Regions from separate parts of the Mus musculus genome. Here region 1 is linked to region 2. The links are chromatin contacts, called in public HiChIP or PLAC-seq maps. All regions are on one chromosome and are shown on one strand. The core of a region is the stretch at or near the end of the contact, and the rest is flanking DNA. Distances in the headings are between cores, read along the strand shown. Region 1 has its middle 15 kb from the start of Dlk1. Region 2 overlaps Wdr25 (WD repeat domain 25).

Region 1 (4,042 bases), core at 8-2,507, 510 kb after region 2:
ATTAGGGAGAGCTTTATGTTTGTATAGGGAAGGACAAAGGTCTGGGAACGATGTTACCACAAGAGCTGAGCAAAGTGAGACTGTCCTTCACACATCGGGGTGGGCAGTGTGGGTGAAGAAGCCACTGGAGGAAGCAGGGCTTCGTTCTTTCCATGTTCACACAGAGAAACAGCCCCTGCCTGGGCCTCTGGCTCCCTTCCGCATCCTCACACACCCCTGAACGGGCCTCTTCTGTGCGCCCCTCCTGCTGAGGGGATGTAGAAGACCTTCACCGCCCTGACACCAGGGAGCCATTTGGCCAAGCCTGGCTGTACGGATGGGAAACTGTATGGAACAGGCCGTAGTCTGGACTGTGTCTCACGTAGCTGTCTGTTCTGCTCCCATGAGGGGTGAGAGCATCCAGCCACCTGGCTGCGTTTGCTGGGAACGGACGTCAGGAGCAGTGACTGGAAGGCAGGGGGCCTAGTTGGGGAGGGAGGAACTCTGCAGGCTTGAGGCACCTTCCACCCCATATGACTGCCCAAAAAAAATACCTTGCTCGGGAGAACAAGGACCCCTCTCACATCCCCCACGTTTTAGACGGCCCATTACCACAGTTACAGACTCCTGGCTGTCTTTGGGTCCCCTCTCCTCATACACAGCTGACTCTGCCAGCTTCCTCTGCCCGGCCCCCACACTGCCAAGGCTGATAGGATTGGGCCACGGGGAGGAGTGAACCCCCAGAACTATCCGTCAGAATGCCTGGACAATCAATGCCTGGGAACGTCTGTGCTTCCAAAAATTTGTTATCGGTCTTCCTCTTGGGCCTCCTGAGCAGCCTGTATTGAGGAAGTTTGGAACAAGCAGTATGGTTCCTGGGACATGAGTTATGACAAGCCTGTGGCTTCGTGACTGGAAGGACTGGGGCCCTGGAGGGATTTATCACTCTGAAGAGAACCTTCAGAGGGCTTCATTAGGCTGAAAACGATAATGAATAGGCTCCCCTTGCCTGCATTCATTCACAACGGCTCTCCTCTTATCTGTTCCCTACAGGAGCCACTCTCTGAGGAAATGCAGACATCCCGGGGATGAACTGGTAACTGCTGCAGAGTAGGCGCCTTCCAGCCCTCTTCCTCCTCCACGTTGGCGAGGCGAGGCCAGGAGACCCGCCGGCAGGGGGCGCAGCCAGCTCGCCGAGAGCAGGGGCGCTAGGCGGGGCAGGTGTGCTGCCCGGGGAGCCAGCGGGACCCAGGGTGGTAGAAAAGTTGAGGCACGCAAAGGGGGAGTAGGGCGAGCCTTCTGGGGCCTTCAGGCCTGCACTGCCTTCCAGATAACCACATCCGGCCATGTATGGATATAAGCCAGATGCCGCCATCTCCCCCACTCTGTTTCTTTTTCTTTTAGAAGTGGTTTAAAGAGTAACACTGACTCTCTTCCGCACGACACTTTAAGGAGTGAATCCTCCTTCCACCCCAGTCCCCGCCCACTCAGCAGAGGTGAATGCAGTAACAGTTTCTTGTGTGATCTTCCTGAAACATCTATGTCTGTGTAAACATATACATAGAAAAGTGGATCTGGTACGTTCCCTTTCACACTACATAAATGAGTTCATTATATACACACTGTTCTGTCTGGAGCCTTTCTTTCTTTCTTTCTTTCTTTCTTTCTTTCTTTCTTTCTTTCTTTCTTTCTTTCTTTCTTTCTTTTTTTTTTTAAATCTTACCACTACTCATCTTGGGGATATGTGAATGTATTTTCCCTGTCTGTGTTAAACGGAACAGACGCAGGAGTGGGAGGGGGACTTGCTAAGGAGGAGAACTGCCTTTAAACTTCTACTTCTGTGTCTCTCCTCTATCTTCCCTACTCCAGCCACGCCCCACAGCACCCCACTCCTCTTCCTCTACCCCATCTCTGCCCCTTGGCCTTTCAGCTGTCGCCATGCCCTTCTTCCACCATGGCTGCCACGGTGACCGCTGGGGCTTCTTAAGGCTCTGACCTTGTAGCTTCACTTCTTGGAACCTGCCTGAGCTTTTCCTGTGGCAATGCCCAGTAAGGTCATGTTGGGGACCCCTCCAAGCTTCACCTCCTTAGGGACAGCTGCTCCCCTCACTCTTCTGAGACTCAGCTCCCAAAATAGCCAGGCGCCCGGGTGCCTGGCCTGCCCTGGCTGGGCTTCCTCCTGTTGCCGGGAAGACCTCCCCCTCCCCTGAATTGGCACACTCCTTTGAACCTATCAAGGCCCATCTCTACCTCCACTGGGATGTCTTCCAAAGGCCCTGCTGGGGCCTAGTGGCTCTCCTGGGGCCCAGCTAGAGTAGCTCACACAGTCTGACCTGACCTGCGTACTCTGTCCGTCTCGGGGCTGTTGCCCAGGGCTGGGGACTCTACTTCAGTTGTTGTGGCCTGTTCTTCCCCGCATACATTTTCCTTCCACTAGGCATGTAGCAGACTAGAATGTGCTTACAAGGTCTGCTCCACGTTGCTCCCACTTCAAAGGCCCAGTAACAAGGTTAGAGAGGGGCCAAGAAGGGTGTCCAGCGTGCTAGTGTCTATCTATGTTTCCTTAGCTCTGAGACATGAAACTCTAGACACGATCCTCTTTTCAAAACTCTTGTTTCTTCCTCCAATATGGGAGCTGAAGTCCACACTCAGGCTATCAGTTCAGACACTCTTTAGAGCCTTCCAGACTTGCCAGTGGCATTCCCAGTGCTGAGCAGTGGCTTTACCAGCGAGCATGCCAAATGAGCTCTATTCTTCTCTAGGCTCTGCATAAACGGCCAAGCTGGAACTTGTTGGGATCTTTTGTCCAGGCCAGACTCTACAGGACACACTTGTGTCCTGACAAGTGGCAGAAGTGAACAAGTAAACAACAGGGATTGAATTCTGGGGCGGAGGCAAGTGGCCACATGGGACATGAGCCTCTCAGTGTCTGGGGCAGCACAGGAGGAAGACCCCAGGGAAGACAAGAAGGGACAGAGGGACATCTGACCTTGCCCTAGTGGACACCAGTTTACGGTGGGCTTTATTGTAACTGTCTCCAAGGTCAGAGGAGATATTAAGGCTCTGGGCAGGAGTGCAGAATTGTGCCAGGCCCAACACTGGGATCCACAGGCTCCTTCTCCACTCGCCCATGGACTCCTATGGCCAGTTCCCAGGTTGACACTCCCGGACCCTCTTTGAATTTGTTCCATGGATGATGCTGTTGATCCCACGGTCAGATCTGTCCTCTGTGCTGGTTTGCCCTGCCTTCCTAGTATGGCTATCAAGAGCTTCTCAGTGTCCTTTCTGAGAGAGAGCCACCACAGATGTTTCCACAAAGTCGGGGCCAGGGAACACACGGATGCCCCCATCTGTGTCTGCAAAGCCCTCCCTGCCTGCTCTGTCTCGACAAGTGGGGGTTGGGGGCTGAGAGACCTGGGGGGGAGGGGAGACAGGCAGATGTGGAACCTGGGAACACGGCCAAGGCTTTGTTCCGGACAGTCTTCTCTATCATAAGCAGAACTAAGGAGCAGACAGGAGCAGAGAAGCTCCGAGATAATTTGGGGCTCCAGGGTACCCACAAGCAACCCACTAGCCAATCATGGTCAGGACATCCCAAGCAGGTGGCCTGGCTGCCCCCACCCTTGAGAGAGGCTCTGTCACCCTGAGGCTCAATGGCTACATTCCATGGTTGTAATAAGGACAATTTGGGCAGGTAGTGGTAACATACTCCCTTGTCCTTCTGTTTCAGGCTCTCCCTGTGGCCCACCCTCCCCCAACCCTTTCGAGGGGCTATGGGCATATAGTGCCTTAGCCTCCTCTTTCAGAGATCCATGGAATGAATATGTGACAACTGTTCAATCAAAGTCCTCGAAACTGAGTACTGGGGTGCCTGACTACAAATGGGAAGTCAAGTGGCTATGGAGTCCTTGGAGTGGGAGGCAGACAGTTGTGGCACCCTTCAGATCACATGGAAAGGGTGACCACCTCCTTCAGTTTCTCGGCAACCCAATCCTGCCTGAGGAAGAGCAGTATTTAAACACCCACTGTTGCTCTCTGGGCCAATCTGTAGCTTTACTCTAGG
Region 2 (3,879 bases), core at 1,102-3,601:
CAGCTTTGCAGAGAGATGGAGAGAGATGGGATGTCAAAACCAAGGTTGCAGCCTTGGCATACCGTTGATCGGGTTTCCCTTAAACAATTAAAATAGTCTCCTGGGCAGCCCTGGGAGTGGGCTGGGAAGTTGAGATGCCCCGTGATGGCTGTACCACAGCTGTGGGTGCCTTGTGTTGGTCTGACCACCAGTTCCTAGGAATACCAAGCACTGCCCTTGGTGCACCAGGAGAGGAACATGCATGCCGATGCAGTGGGATGTGCAGTGGGATATTCTGGCAATGGGTGGTTGTCAATATGTTGTGTGTGTCAGTCACTAGATCAGCTGTAAACATGGAGCTTCAATTACTTCTTCCACATCTCTGCAAGTGTGAGCATCTAAGCTAGGAGTCAGGAGAAGACAAGTGCCCCTTTGTCACGAACACATGTTGGGACTCGGGTGTTCTGTCTTCTTTGTTGTTTTTAGTATCTTCTCCTTGGGAAAACTGGGTCTCTGTGTAGTGCCTCATACCAAAATATCTAAGTGGAGAGCTACCAAAGGGCTAGGGCTTAGAAAATTAACTTTGTAAGAGTTTGTTTACATACAAGGAAATGCACCCACTCTCAGAATGCTGTGGTCTTGGTTTGACAGTATATACATTTGTGTAACTGTCACCACACCATCTGCTCTGGTCCCGAGTGTCTCTGGTGTCCTTTGTCAGTCAGTCTTCCTTTCAGCACCAGCCCCGGGAATACACAGCTGTTGTAGTATTTTCCATAAATGGAACCAGCCAACATGTAGTTCTTCCTTCCCCTTTTCCTCCCCCATTCCCTTCCTCCCTCCTTCCCTCTCCTCTCCTTCCCTCCTCCCACTTCACACCCTTCTCACTCCCCTTGCATCTTCTAGACAGGGTATGGCTGTTAGCCCAAGCTGCCTTAGAGCTTACTATATAGTACAGGAAGCTTTGAATTCATCCGGGACTATGTGCATGAGCCACTGTGCCCATGCATGAGCTACTGTGCCCATGCATGAGCCACCATGCCCATGAGCCACCATGCCCATGCATGAGCCACCAAGCCCATGAGCCACCAAGCCTGTGAGCCACCAAACCCATGAGCCACCGTGCCCATGCATGAGCCACCGTGCTCAGCCCAGATTTCTTCCTTGTAATAAAATACTTATGAGATTCATCTATAATGTTCATCATATACTCCTTTAGATTTTTATCATATTTATTCACACAAACACATGTGGAGTGTGTGTGTGTGTTTGCACATGCACATGACTAGGGTCAGAGGACAACTTTTAGCTTTCTAGGGTTGGTTCTCCCATTCTGTGTTCTAGGTGTCAAACTCAGGTTGTGAGGTTTGCAGCCAGGACCTTTACCTGCTGAGTCATCTCACTGGCCCTAAATTCCTTTTCATTGCTGAATAGTGTTCTATTGCATGAAAGTACTGTGACTTGCCATCCATTCTTTTGTTGATGGGCAGCTTCTTTGTTTCCAATCTGGGGCAATCACAGATCATACTTTTATGACCATGTATGTGGACAAATTCTGTTTTTCTTGGGCTCACATCCAGGAATGGAGCTGCTGTAGGTTGTGTGGTAGTTGCGTGCTCCGCTTCATATATGAGGGGCTCTGCTGATGGAATGGAGGCTAATGTTCTGGCTTCAGTAACTGAGAATGAGATGCTATGAGCTATGGGCAAGATGTGATGTGTCAAGGTTCATATTCCACCCATAGCCTTCAATCCATCAGCAGCTATGGGCAATCCTGTCCACAAACCACCCCTCAACGTGAGCCCCTCCTACCAACCCCTGATCAAAGGCAAGAACAGCCTGTTTGCCCTGACATGCCTTCCAGTATGTGTGTATATCCAGCAGCTTAGACAATGAAGATAGTGTCTCCATTCATTTGCACCCTGAGTCAATGAAGATGGTGACTTCCCTCAGTCCAGAGGTTGCAGTCATGTGCAGTTGGATCTTCCCAGTGTTCAAACCCTTCCCATGATGCATCCTAAGGCGTATTCAGGTTCCACCTGGCCTTCATCTCATCACCTGTGAAATCTAGGGAGTGTTTTCTGACTGCTGCTTTTCTCTCTGCTCCAGGAGTCTAGTGTCTCTGGCAAAGTGTTTTGGCGCTCTCTGCCAGTCCAGCCTTGTCAGTTTGCTTGCAGGGTTAGTTCAAATGCCACATAGTTCCTGACAGTGCCTGTGAACTACCAAGCACAGCTGGCTGTGTTACCACCTCCCCACTACCCTGCTGCTCTGATGAGCATTCTACCAGATAGCAGGCCCAGGGGCAGGAGACAGAAGGGGGTGGGGGTGTGTTCCCACCCTCGTAGATGGACACATGCTGTGTAGCCACTCCCCGGCTGTGAGTCACTGACTTACAGTCTTCTTGAGTGTGTCTGTTCCTCACAGCAGTTTGCTGCTCCTGTGTAGGAAGTATGTTTTAGACAATCAGAGTAAGCACCAGTGAGGTGCTTTGTGTACCCCAGTGAGCAGCAGGTGCCACATGGTGATTATGTGGCCACTGTTCCCATAATCAGTCATGGTAGATTCTGTTTGTATCCTTTGCCAAGTCTTGTGCCCACACTGGCCCAGGGTGGAGGTGTGAGGAAGCAGCTGAACCTGGGGAGTTCCTTGGTGGGTTGTTATGTCACATGTATTGGAGACAACTGTTTCAGCCTGCAGAAGTTGTGTAATGTCCAGGTGTAGGGCCAGTCTACTTCAAGGGAAACCAACCCCCTTGATGGCATGAACTGTTGGCTTATTGCTCTTTGGAGTCTCCCGCTTGACTCTTGCTTTGACAGTAAGCTCAGGTGGGCCACCTTCCCCCTCTGGGGAGCACTGCTGGACGTGCTCCTCCTCTCGCGGATGGGGGCTCTAGAGGCTGAGCCTTTCCCGGTTGTGTGCCTTGTAGGGCTGGCCTGAGCTGGTGAGCTTGCTCTCACTCACCGTGGGGCTGCTCAGTGGGGCTGCAGCTATGCACAGAGGCAGGAAGGTGGTTCTGCCGACCTTTGCTCTTCCTGGCTCTCCTGTCATCTGCCTCCATCATCTTACTGTGGACAGGCTTGTCATGTGGACTCATTTCCCCCTGACTCCCAGCATGGACCTGTTTACTCAAACATCATTTTTGGCTTCTTGTTTTTTTCCTTCACACTGCTTGCAACTTTGTACTTCACACATTGGCACCCCAGAGTTGGCCTTTCTGCCTTCTGTGCAACTATTAAAAGTGAAAAATAAATATAAAAGTCTTCACTGCCAGAGCATTAGGCACAGCCAAATGCCAAGGCACGTTTGTCACGCTCAGATGGCCCATGGTGCCCCCCCTCCCCCCCCCCCCCCCGCCTCTTGGGAGTCTCACTGCCTCCTTCCCCTTCTGTTCTCTCACCCAGGATCCTGCCTTGCTCTGCTGACCCTATGAGAGTGTCCTCTTCCCTCTCCTTCATGCCTCACTCCCCTCTGCCACTGCCTGCCCTGTAATGTGATAGTCTTCTTGGGGAGCCTTCAAATGGAGCTTTTAGAATTGTTGAGGGCTCTGTTGGAAAACAAAAAGGCCATTTCATTGGAAAGATGATGACCTTATTAACTATAATTAGGCAATTCACAGAGGTTTCCAATATAGTTCAGCATCTCTCCTTGCTGAAAGGGTGGGGGCTATGGTAATGTCTTTAGAAACATAATAGTCTTTACCACATTAACAGTCTTGTATCTGCTGGAAGGTTTGTCAGCCTGGTGTTTTCATTTAGAAGTGAGGTATAGTTTTGTAGCTGTTCGCATTAATGTAGTAATTTTGACATGTAATTTCAGACAACAATGTCAAGAGCTGTCTCCATAGCTGGAAGAGGATCGTGGATAGGGCTGTGGACATGTCCACATCTCTCAAATGAGCCT

The links. HiChIP or PLAC-seq counts read pairs in DNA pulled down with a chosen protein or histone mark.
Region 1: an H3K27ac HiChIP or PLAC-seq map of T-cell acute lymphoblastic leukemia shows a contact between it and region 2, with 4 times the contacts expected there. The contact joins two enhancer-like sites. A contact is called at or near these places in 2 of 39 promoter capture datasets (the C10 cell line and hippocampal neurons), 1 of 15 datasets of contacts at CTCF or cohesin (the NIH/3T3 cell line), 1 of 484 Hi-C or Micro-C datasets (the N1E-115 cell line) and 7 of 115 datasets of contacts at active chromatin or transcription factors (T-cell acute lymphoblastic leukemia, craniofacial prominence, embryonic basal ganglia and 4 more).

What each region holds. Positions count from the first base shown.
Region 1 is chr12:109,436,759-109,440,800 of GRCm38.p6, forward strand. No RefSeq gene overlaps it. Among named protein-coding and RNA genes, the nearest start is that of Dlk1, 15 kb to the right of the region's middle. Within about 2 kb of position 1,258, at least 78 of the 459 cell types and tissues checked have an H3K27ac peak or open chromatin away from gene starts, as enhancers often do. A contact at or near this core is called in T-cell acute lymphoblastic leukemia, where this site is marked.
Region 2 is chr12:108,928,905-108,932,783 of GRCm38.p6, forward strand. The region is part of intron 2 of Wdr25 (WD repeat domain 25); the gene reads left to right. Among named protein-coding and RNA genes, the nearest start is that of Wdr25, 37 kb to the left of the region's middle. Within about 2 kb of position 2,352, at least 27 of the 459 cell types and tissues checked have an H3K27ac peak or open chromatin away from gene starts, as enhancers often do. A contact at or near this core is called in T-cell acute lymphoblastic leukemia, where this site is marked.